Regions from separate parts of the Rattus norvegicus genome. Here region 2 is linked to region 1. The links are chromatin contacts, called in public Hi-C maps. All regions are on one chromosome and are shown on one strand. The core of a region is the stretch at or near the end of the contact, and the rest is flanking DNA. Distances in the headings are between cores, read along the strand shown. Region 1 overlaps Kif13a (kinesin family member 13A). Region 2 has its middle 40 kb from the start of Stmnd1.

What was found. Hi-C and Micro-C count contacts between places; a contact is called where the count stands out from the background.
Region 2: a contact with region 1 is called in a Hi-C map of kidney, with 5 times the contacts expected there. The contact joins two enhancer-like sites. A contact is called at or near these places in 9 of 12 Hi-C or Micro-C datasets (the A7r5 cell line, Schwann cells, frontal cortex and 5 more).

Annotation. Positions count from the first base shown.
Region 1 is chr17:18,093,720-18,099,501 of GRCr8, reverse strand. It overlaps Kif13a (kinesin family member 13A), which reads right to left. Exons shown (of 37, transcript NM_001107462.1): 12 at 4,861-4,991; 13 at 3,234-3,320; 14 at 2,969-3,135. Among named protein-coding and RNA genes, the nearest start is that of Rpl27-ps4, 74 kb to the left of the region's middle. Within about 2 kb of position 2,196, at least 1 of the 93 cell types and tissues checked has an H3K27ac peak or open chromatin away from gene starts, as enhancers often do. A contact at or near this core is called in kidney, where this site is marked.
Region 2 is chr17:18,584,332-18,590,113 of GRCr8, reverse strand. No RefSeq gene overlaps it. Among named protein-coding and RNA genes, the nearest start is that of Stmnd1, 40 kb to the left of the region's middle. Within about 2 kb of position 2,238, at least 6 of the 93 cell types and tissues checked have an H3K27ac peak or open chromatin away from gene starts, as enhancers often do. A contact at or near this core is called in kidney, where this site is marked.

The DNA of each region.
Region 1 (5,782 bases), core at 947-3,446:
TTTGTGAGGTGGGATGCATGTGGGTATGTGTGCATGTGGTAGGCCAGAGGCAATTCTTAAGCATTATCCCTCAGGCATGTTCAGAAACATTTATTCATTTCGTGTGTACACGAGCACGCATGCTGTGGCGTGTCTACAGAGTAGGAGACAACTTGCCGTGGTTGGCCTTTTCCTTCCACCATGTATGTTCTGGGGATCCGATTCAGGTTGTCAGGCTTAGTACCAAGTACCCTGACCTGCTTAGACGTCTCACCCCCCCCCGCCCCCACCCCCGGGTTTCTCGCTAGCTCATCAGTGAGTCTAGGCCGGCCACCCATCAAGCCGCAGGATCCTTCTTTGTGTCTCCGGTGCTAGGCTTACGGATACAGGCTGCTCTTCCTTTAAATGCGAGCGCTAGAGACTGAACTCAGGTCTTTATAATTGGAAGGAAAGTCCTGACTAAGCTGTCTTCCCCAGCCTGGGAAATCTTTGATGATATTTATTTCTCTCTCCTGTCAATCAGTTTGATGCCTTTGCTACCCTACACAGCCTCTTTTAAGAATAGATTCTAACATGGCTGGCAGCTTTGATATGACCCAGAAGTTTCTTTCTTAATGGCTTTTTCTCTCTCCCAAACACTGCAGTCCTGCCCACTACCCAGCCTCATCTATATCAGATCCTAGGAATGAGATTTCTAGCCCCAAGGGACATTATAATATTTAATAAATAATACATGCTCCCCCCCCCTCCCCCGCGCGCACAAAATGCACTGCATGACCAGCAGCAGGTTTTGTAAATAAGGACTCTTGTAAAGAAGCTGTGTCTACGGAGACTGGCTGATTTCAGGACCGTGGAGAGACTGCAATGGTGCAGGTCTTAGGTTAGTGCTAGCCCTCTGGAAGGGCCCACCCTTGCCCACCTGTGTCTGAGCTAACATCCTGTGACTAACAGATAAAAACCATTTCGAATCATTAACGTAACAGACCACTAGCTTTCGCCAGCCCCAAATCTAAGAATATCACGGATAGCATCTCGGGCTTATAGAAAAGCTTGTCCCATCTGGCCATACCCGCCTCTCTCATGTACCCACTGACGTGTTTAAAACGTCCCTTGATGTATGACTTCCTCTGTTTCGTAAAATGATAAAACTTCCATTTGAAATATGGGATTTAAGGCAACCTAAACATGTGTCTCCAAGTTACGGTCATTCGAAAACGGTTCTAGAAGGAAGTACCTCTTATTTTTAGTAAATAAAATAAAATAAAATAGGTCCTACGGGTGCTGGTAGAGGGCATCGGCAAGAGCATTAGAAATGACTCCCACCGGGATGTGAAGAGAGTCCATCTGCAGGAGAAAAAGAAGTTCCTAATCCTAGATGTGAGAAACCGGCCCATAACCTTGGCTGGTCCCTAACAGTCTTTATTTTAGAGCTGGCTTCAGAAGAACTTGGGGAAAGGTTGGTAGTGTTTGATTTCCACGTGGGAAAGAGGTGTCGTTGCTCTGCGCTAGACTTTCTTCTACTTTATTTTCATTTTTGATATGCACGGATGGGTCTATGGGTGCATGAATGTTCAGAGGGGTGTGTGGGTGCACATGTGCGTGCATGCACGTAGAGGCCTAAGGCTAACATCAAGTACCTTTGCTATATTATGTATTAATGTAGGTCTCTCCCTGGAACCCAGAGCTCACCAAGTCCTCAGATCCAGCTAGGCAGCTTGTTCCAGGGATCCTGTTTCCACTCCCCCATGCTGGATGACAGGTGGGGTGCCGTGGGTTCTGAGGACCAGAATGTTGGCCCTCGGGCTTGCAGAGCAAGCTTTTAACTTGCAGAGCTATTTCCCCAGCTTCCTCTTTTATGACTACAGGCAGATGAGCTGGGTTTTAGGTCAGAACTTACTCTAGAGGTCTCAGTGATTACAGAGAGAACAGAGGTTACATTTAAAAGTGCCATGGTCTCTGCAGGAATGAAGCCATTAGTCACAGCAGCAGTTAACACAAAGACGCTCTCCTGTGCAGCTGGGCTTATAAGGAACAGGACAGCTGGAAGGTACCAGAACTGGAATGGGGTTCAGGTATCATTTTGGGGAAGAAAACATTCCTCAGTCACGGTCAAGAAGCAGTTCTGTCAGGCAGAAAACCTTTGCTTCACCTCAGTACTGCCCTGTTAGACCTGGCCAAAGCTCGAAGCACACACCATCCCTCAGCGGCCCTGGTGGAAGCCAGCCAGGTTCCCGCATGCTAAAGCAGCAGTTAAGAACCTCTCTCCCAGTGTTGGTGAACCAGCTTCGTCTGAAACCACAGGAGGGGGAAGAGGATCTTCAAATAGGACCACCACGGGGACGACCACCAGGCAGACAGGCTTACGATCGGGAAGCCACCTAGCGGGAGACGGAATTCTGAGGACACCAAGGCCACCAGCTCATATGGCTGCATCAGGGCATGCAACCCTCGGGGGCGATTGGTAGAGTGAGGTAGGCATTGTCCTATGCAGGTAAACGACCTAAAGAACAGTTCACTTTAAACATCGTTTTTACCAAAGGTCTTTGAGCCTGTCGGTTAAGTAAGTCTCTTAGGAAGTAGTTTCCAAGTGAGCCCATAGTAAATGCTTCCTTTTTATATTCAAAATTCCTGGATCCGTATTTTTTCAGCGACTTTTTCATTCTCCCAGAAATGACAAGACCAATGGTGGAAAATTTGATAAAAAAAAAAAAAACAAAAAAAACAAAAAACTTTGTCAGATCCATTCAGTAAATGCTCTGTGACCATGGAGATGTTATTATAACTGGCTTTGGGGACAAGAAGTCCCCAAAAGGGGGCCATCTGCATACTCCCTGGTTCCACCTGAGTTTTCTCTGCAGTCTTGATGGTACTCTTTGCTGATGATGGCCTCTCAGTAAATAAAGGACTGGCCATGTCTAAGCTTTGGGATGGCTCTGCTTCTATACCAGTGTCCCTCGGGGACTGACCTACAAAGGAGCCGATGTCTTACCATTGCTGTTCAGTGTTTTCATGATGACCTCCATCTGTGCGAACTCGTAGTTGTAGTCTGGTTCTGAGGAGGCCTCACTCGCAGCGTCTAGATCATGCTCCGTGGCGCTGGTTTCTTTCTCAAAGTCTTTCAGCCAGTCCCGCCGTTTCCTCTTAGGCAAGTTAATTCTGTGGAGGTTTCCATCATTGGATAATATCAGCTTGATGTATACATATCAGGGGAAAAAAATGGAAATAAAAAATGCTAGAGAGCATGAAGCTGTTACCTGAAAAAGTGGTTGTTTCCCCATAAGATCCTGTCACCATGCCACAGCTGGGTCACGCTGCAGACCAGGGTGCCATTTACACAGGACCTGGAGGGACACAAAGGAAGGCGCCAGTTGGAGAGAAGACGGTAGCCTCAAGACTCAAAGAGGTGACAGGGAATGGTCTCCTAATGGGTGTATTCTGGGAGACATTTGAAAGAGTGACAGCAACCGTCTCAGCCGTGAGCCAGGGCCTGCCAGGTCCCCTCAAAGAGGGATCCCCAACTCTGTGTGCTTCTAATGAAGAGGGAAAGCATTCCATAACATTTACAAACCAGGGCTGGGGAGATGACTCATTAGGCAAAGCTAGTGTGAGGACCTGAATTCAGATCCCCAGAACCCACGTTAAGCTGGAGTAGTAGCACAACTGTAGTCAACGTTCCCAGGGAGACAAGGAAGGCAGACACAGAACCCCTGAAGGCGCCCAGGCCGGCCAGTGCTGCCTATGCAGTGCTGGACAAGAGACTCCACCTCAAACAAGGTGGAAGGGGAAGGGTGTCACATGTGCGGCTGTCCTCTGATCTTCACTCCGGATCACACAGACACACACGCAGACATAGACATAGACATAGACACAGACACATAGACATAGGCACACACAGATGTAGAAACAGACACACAGACATAGGCATACACGCAGACATAGACACAGACATGGACGCATATACAGTGACACAGACACACAGACACACAATGACACAGACACACAATGACACAGATATACACAGACACACACACAGACGACACACAGACACACACACGCTCACATATTAAAGCACCACAAAACCTAAAATACATATATTCAACAGCTCATTAAAAATAAGTTTGGTGGCAATTTATAAACAAAATATGGATGTGGGAAGGTAGTTAGTTAAAAGTAAAAACCTTAAAGGATGCTCAGGGAAATCTGATGACAAAATGTGGTGGAAATGATATTTACTTTAAGTTACATTCTCATACAATCTCTCACTAGTAAAGTTCTGGGCTTCACAGGACTCTGACGCCTGAACTTTTGAAATTGATTCATGAAAACATATACACTTCGGTGTAGTACTTTAACCTCGACTTCTGAGGCTTTGCTGTAATAGCGCTAAAAAGGGCTCTCTGTTCGTCCTCAAAGTAACCATGCTGCTATGATTTCAATATGCAAAGCCTCCACAGGTCATGTGCTAGAACACGTGCTTCCCACTGGGTGGCGCTGTGTCCAAGGGTTGTGGGATTTGGGAGGCGGAGCCTCACTGGAGGAAGTGAGTCACTGGGGGCGGACCTTGGGCGATAAAGCTACCCAGTGTCTAGATTTCTGGCTTTCCGAAGTCACGTGACAGTGCTGGGGCTGCTTCAACCCCTCACAGATTCTTCACCACCCCACCAGCCAAGCCTGCCACCACAACTTCCTAGCCAATATGGACCATACTCTAAAATCACGAGCCAAAATATACCCTTCCCTTGGTTTTTGTTTTTGAATTTTTATTTATTTGGTTTTGTTTGTTTCTGGTTAAGGCAATGGTAATGGTAACTAATACACCCTCTGTGACCAGAGAGTAAATCCTCTAGGATACCTAGTGCAGCCTCCACAGCCGCCTCCTACCTTGCGTTTTCTTTGGGCGTGAGAGTGATATCTCCATCCGTTGCGATGTCGATCTCACAGTGCTCGGGCTGAATCCCTATTCCAAAGAGCTGGATGTCCTGAGAGGTATCAGCACCCACCCGCGTGTGATCCTAGAACATACAATTGAAGATGGGAAACCAAGTTCACAAGAGACTTAGACAGAAATGCTTGTAAGCACATGGGATAAATCAGGAGTATGAAATTAATCGCACTGGAAATCAGGAACATCAAAGGCCAAGGGTGGGCTGGCGAGATGTCTCATTGAAGGACAGCGTTCATCACCAAGCCTAATGACCTGAGTTCAATCCCCAGGGCCTATGTGGTGTTAGAAAATCATTCTCTGACCTCTATTCACACTCTGTGACATGTGCATGCCTTCTATAGATAGATAGATAGATAGATAGATAGATAGATAGATAGATAGATAGATAGGGAGAGATAGACAGACAGACAAGCACATAACAATATTTTTTAAGCTAAAAGCTTACCTTGAAACAATTTTTAAAAATGTTTAAACTCTACCAACACCTGTTCCTGTATCAACGGTGATTAGGCATTATTTTAAAACGTAAGAAAATTGGGTTTAGCAGTAGCAGACACCGAATTCTCATTCTGGATTGAATATTTACTATTTGAAGTGGGTACCTGTATGCCATTTCCTCCTAAGCCTCAGTCGGGTAAACTGAGGAGGAAGGCAGCGAGGTGGGCCATCTGCGATTGGGGTTGGTGCTGATAGCAGTCAATGACACCCCACCCCCAGTGACAACTGACCAGGTTGGGACTGACAGTGCTGCAGTTGACTTAGCAAAACTCAATTAGGTGGGCCCGGTACTCACTGTGACTAGGAACTCTTTTAACTCTTAAGGGGCAGGCAAGAAAGAAAAGGAAAACTCGGGCCAGC
Region 2 (5,782 bases), core at 989-3,488, 490 kb before region 1:
CTGTCTCATAGGATCACTGTGGTCATAGTCCAATTTCTGTATTTTACATCCGTTCTGGGAACCTGAATTCAAGTCTGTTCACTCGCACATCAAGTTCTTACCCACTGAGCCTTTCCCCAGGCAGAGCATTTAAAGTCTTTTCATTTAGTTAAGTAATAGTCAAAACTTGGGAGAGTCCATCTTTAGATTACTTCAGCTCCTGGACCACTGCGAACAGTCACCAACATTTATCTTGTCCCAGCACTTAAATAACCCATCCCAAGTTCTCTGTTTGACTTCCCCAACGTTCTCTCCTCCAGTCAACTCTTCAAAGCTCCCCTGGACAGACTGATGGCACATTAAATTGATTATTGCTAAAGGGCCAGTGGGTCCTAACAGAGCCTGGCTGTTGCCCTCGTTCATTTTTTCAACCCCATCCATGTTACCTGCAGGACGCTGCAGACTCCAAGGCCGCTGCTGCCCTTCACTCTGTGGAGACCCACAGACCTCAAGCTCATGGTCTGGCTTCTTCAGATTCATAGAGAAAACAGAAGCAATCGGAAGGTGGCGTTCACAACCCCCACATCCACCCACCTGCCTGTATTTGCGACCTCATTCTGCTCCTTCCTCCCCTCTCATACTTCCGATGAAAGCCCACCCCTACCCACTAGTTCCGGGTCATCGGCTCCACAAGCCTTCTCCCGAACTTCTCTGAACTCCATTTTCTTTCTTATTCACGTTGCTCATCCAGGCCCCACCCCGGGTCTTTGCTTTCTGGCTGAATATACTAAAATACACTTAGCACACAGCACCAAAGTTCTTGTCTGCTCATTGTTCTCCGTTCGATGCCTCCTGTCGACTTTACCTCCACGATTCCATCAAGTCTGTTCTTTCTACCGTCAAGGCTTGTTGAACCAAAGGGACAGCTCTGCATTGTGCTTGATGGCTTACCATGCCCTCTTTCTCAAAGCATTCCCTTCCCATGCCCTCTTGACTTCTCGGAAGCTCACTGGATGTTCTGTGTCCTGCCTTGGGTGGGCCCCACACTTAGTAGTCCAGAACTTTCCCCACCAGGCGGCTTTTCATTTCTGTCTATGAGTTTATCCTTGGCAAGCTTGTGCAGTGTGATGGGAAAGACTATCCACACAAGAGTGGCTCCTTGCTGTTTATGGCCCTGCACATCGTCTACCCAGGCTCCTCTTGGCTTCTTCATCAGCATCTCAGTAGAATACATCTGTGGGACAGCTCTCTGTCTCTTCTAAAGGCTTTTCTCTCACAGAAAATAACAAACAGGAGCTCCCTGTGGTTCAGGACCTTGATGCTGTCTTTGATTTCCGCTCTCATTTTCTCTCCCCTGGGTATGTATGGAAGAAACTTTCAGATGCCATTCCTCAAGTACCATCCACCTTTTTTGTTTTTTGAGACAGTTTTCCATTGCCCAGTGACTGACAGAGTAAGGTAGGCTGCCTGACCGAATCTATCTCTGCTTCTCTCCTGCTGGGATTAGAAACATTTGTCTCCTGTTAATAGAAGTCATTACACCTGACTTACAATTTTTTTTTTTAGAATGTAGATTCTGGGGGGTGGAACTCAGGACAAGACCTCTACCGACTGAGCTGTCAGCCCCGCTCTTTTTTCTCACACTAGCTAGCTAGCTTTAGTAAATCTTGCCAGGGCTCAATTTCAAAAATGTATTTGCACATAATGAGTATGTCTACCCACCTCCATCCACTGATCCTTGTGCCGGTCACCACCCTTTCTCTCCTGGCCAATCATGAGGGGTTTTTGGCTCATCTGCCAACCCTGTCTTGTTTCCTTCCACCTACTCTGAATATGACAGCCATCTTATTAAACTATAAATGTCTGAAACACCAGAGTTTTCCAGGTCAAGCCAGAATGGGCCCAGTGTGCTATGCAGCCATGCATAACCAGCCCCTGTTCTCGGACCTTGCTTGGATCGATTTCATGGCCACTCAGTCCAGCCATCACGTCCCTTGCTGTTGCTTCCTCACACCAGGGTTCACTTTACCCAGATGGCTTCAAAGACCATTCTTCATTCTCTTCTGGAGCAAGGTGCTCTTCTCAGACCATTTGGTTTAAAGCCACGATCTCTCACTGCTGCCACCATCCTCAAAACTGTTCCGACCATTGCCCACCAGCTCACTTCTGCCATGATTCTGTTAGCTGAACTCACTTCTCTCCATAGTGATTGGCACTGCCACATTGCACAACCAGAGAACAGGATCCATGCAGCAACTGGTGTTTGTTTTGTTCATGGCTGCAATGCCTAGGCCAGCAAGAGCACCCACACAGCACTGACCCTCACGCAAACCTGTTAAGCAAATGAATTAATCAATGATTACTCCACGCTGAATTAGCAATTGGATCCCAGGAGTCTTCTCGGCACACACAACATCACCCATTACTCCTGTCACGACACGCAGAGCCTTGCCTTTCCAAAGAACAACACAGGCAGATCTCCAAGTCCTTGGTCAATGTTTTATTGAAAGAGAAGATTAAAACTCAGAATAAACCAACTCATATGCTTCTGTAAATCATTTACGAACATACGCACTGCCAACAAGTACCTTCCCTCCAGCCAATTTCTATCTGAATGTACAACTCCTAATGCCTTAAATTCTTCAACACTGGAAATGAAAGATGTGTTTTATAAAACGCCATCCAGGAGACAGAGCAAAACTTCTCATGCTCAGAATCATTTACAGATTTAAGCTCTCCTCAGCCTGATCCTGGTTTTAGACGCTTGAAAATGGATGGCAGTAATTTGTATGTTAAATCATGCTGGATCTCTCCTGTAACTGTGCCCTGAGATACTTGCATCCATCTTAATAAAAAAAAGGAGATGCCTTGCGTTTTCCCATCCTCCAAATTGCACCGTGCCTGATGTTTCAGAACTGAAGAGTTTTATTAAGTCGTTGCCCTGCTACTTGTCAGGTGAAATAACACGTCAGTTTATTTGCTTCATGGGGTACCATGTTGTCTCTTGTGGCAAATACAGTTAAAATGCCTAGCACTCAGAGAGAACAGGGTAGGAAATAGGAAAATCACATTCATTCCGACATAGAGATATGGTGGCCTGAGGAAGTTGCTTTGAGACATAGTCATCCTTTTTATAGTACCTAACCGTAAAAGCAACCTCTGGGTTCAGCTAAATTGATTAAGGCGTGGAGCTGGCTTTTTAAGGAAAAAGGGAGCCATCCCTGCTTTTCATAGCTTGTTCTTGACTATCCAGTGTTTTGTTTTGGGGAATCAATGTTTATTTAGTATGTCGTGTGTGCTGGCCACTGTGGGGAGTCTCCGATATGAAAATAATTAAACGTGACTTAATTTGTAGGCGTCCAGCATCTATTCAAAGAGGAGAGAGCCAGGCAAATAGGGAGTGAAAGGCACACAGAATAGGAGCCTGGGGAGAAGAGGGAAAGACTGCACACCAGTGAGGGCTCTGTGAAGGCTCCATAAAGTGGGTGATACTTAAGCAGAACCGTGGCTGATAGGAGTCCACCCAAGATAGAAACTGGAGAAGAAAACAACACACAGACAACAAAATATGCAACAACAACAAAAAATAAAACCTCCAGGAGAGGATGTGTGCACAAAGCCTAGAGATGTGAGGGAAAGAGAAAGGTGAAAGATAGGGAAGTGTTGTGGGACCAGATCAGGGATGAGGTGTGGCAGAAGTGCTGCGATGCCAGAGAACTGTGCTTTAACAGTGTTTGGGCTTTATCCTGCAAAGCAGTCAAGCGTTGTGGGCATTAAATGATGGTGGTTGTCTTTGAGAGACGTCACAGTGCTCCTCTGAGTGTGGTCCTGGACCAGCAGCAGAGCATTTGGGAATCTGACAGTAATTCAGATCCTCAGACCCTTCTAGTCTTCAGGGCAGAAGAATCCATGCACTGGGCGTGGGGATCGATTGGAACGAAGTCTGTGAAGGATGCTGATGCTCACCCTGAACTGAGAATCTTTGTGCTGGTACCAGAGGGTGTGGATTTAATAGAATCTCTACAGACATCCCCAAAAGTCTCAGAACTGGGGATAGTAAGCTGGATCTATGCTCGGGCAAGTCAGGATGGATTGTGGAGTGACAGAGGACACCTGAGAGGTATGTACATGACTGTGGCTAACGTCTCGGGTGACTATCAAACTGTCTACATGAACAAAAACCCATCTTCTTCCCTCTAACCCTGCCTTTCTGTATAGGGAATGTGTTATGGCCTTCTCTTCCCCTCTAGTTCTCTCATCTTCCCCAGAGTTTGAGTTTTCTATTCATGGAAACCTTTCCCCTTGCAAAGCTGTTCAACTCTTTGCTCTTTAGGGAGTTTCTGGTACCTTCCCCCTTCTCCACAGAGGATATCTTCCACTTATAATATTCAAGCTGGCAGAAACCATGACTGTCCAAAGTAGACAGATCTTCATCCTGGCCACTCAATAAATCCTTTAGAAGGAAAAAAATGTACATGTTCAGGGTCACCCTCAAGGTAAGTGAATTAGAATCCCTGGGAGTGAAGTATTTGTAAAATATTCCCCCAGTGATTCTAATATGCAAGTGGCATGGAGAACTATAAACTGTATTTAATAAGGTCAGAAGAAGAGGTTCCAGGGCCTTGGAAGAATAGCTTCTCCTGTGAGTCAGATTCCCCCAAGAGATAGTGTCCTCTGGAGAGGTGGAGAGAATGATGCGGTTGTCCTTTCTGGCACAGATGCAAGACAAAGGCAGCTTCAGGGCTCTCCTCAGCAGGGAATGGGATAAAGGCAATTCTGTAAAAAGTACAAGTGCTCAAAGGAATAATAAGTGCTTATCTTATCCGTTACAAATAAATTAAAAAGAAGAAGAACTTGATGAGTCCCAGGAATCACAGGCTCATTCTGGAGTCCTGCAACATAGTATATACTGCTATCCATGTTACACAGCATAGGTATATGTAACAGATGGGGTTGATACATTTTATGTTTTCTTTATCAATCACAGATAGAACATATACATACATGAATATAAAATAGTCTTAAGGTCTACAGTCTGGTTGCTGCATTCTGAGGGATGGCATTCATATGTGTAAAACAATTTCCATTATCTCACGGAAAGAAATTTCTAAAGAAACCAGCCCCACTTTAATTATAATTTTAGTCTATAATGTAGAAGAGGAATTGAACTAATTTTTAAAATTATAGTTTACTCAAAATAAAAATATGTACTGCTTTTATTTATGTGTAGCATGTATGCATGCAGTGCCAGCAGAGTCCAGAAGAGGAAGTCAAATGCCATAGAACTAAAATTAAAGAGGTTTTGAGCAGCCATATGTGTGCTGGGAATGGAATCCAGGTTCTCTGCAAGAGTGTCAAGTGCTCTTAGCCACTGAGTCGTCTCTCTAGTCCCAACTTTTAATCATTTCTAATGATAAGCTAATATTAAACTACAAGTGTTCTGCTACAATGTAATCTGCATTTATGTCAGCGAGTGTCGGCCGTTCAGTTGGTTGTGATGTGGTTTGCTCGCTGTGTGACTAATAATGATGGTTGTGTTCCATAGCAGAAGAATGGACTCTCTCTCTCTCTCTCTCTCTCTCTCTCTCTCTCTCTCACACACACACACACACACACACACACACACACACACACACACATTTACCTCTCTGTTTATAAAATATGTGATTATTGTAATCTAATGACAAAGATTATACGTTCCAGAACTTGCTAATGTCCTCATATGCTCCTTTGACTTAATTAACTCCCCGTGACAAGCAGGCTTTTTTCATCCCATGCTACTCGTGGTTATCCCAGGGTTACC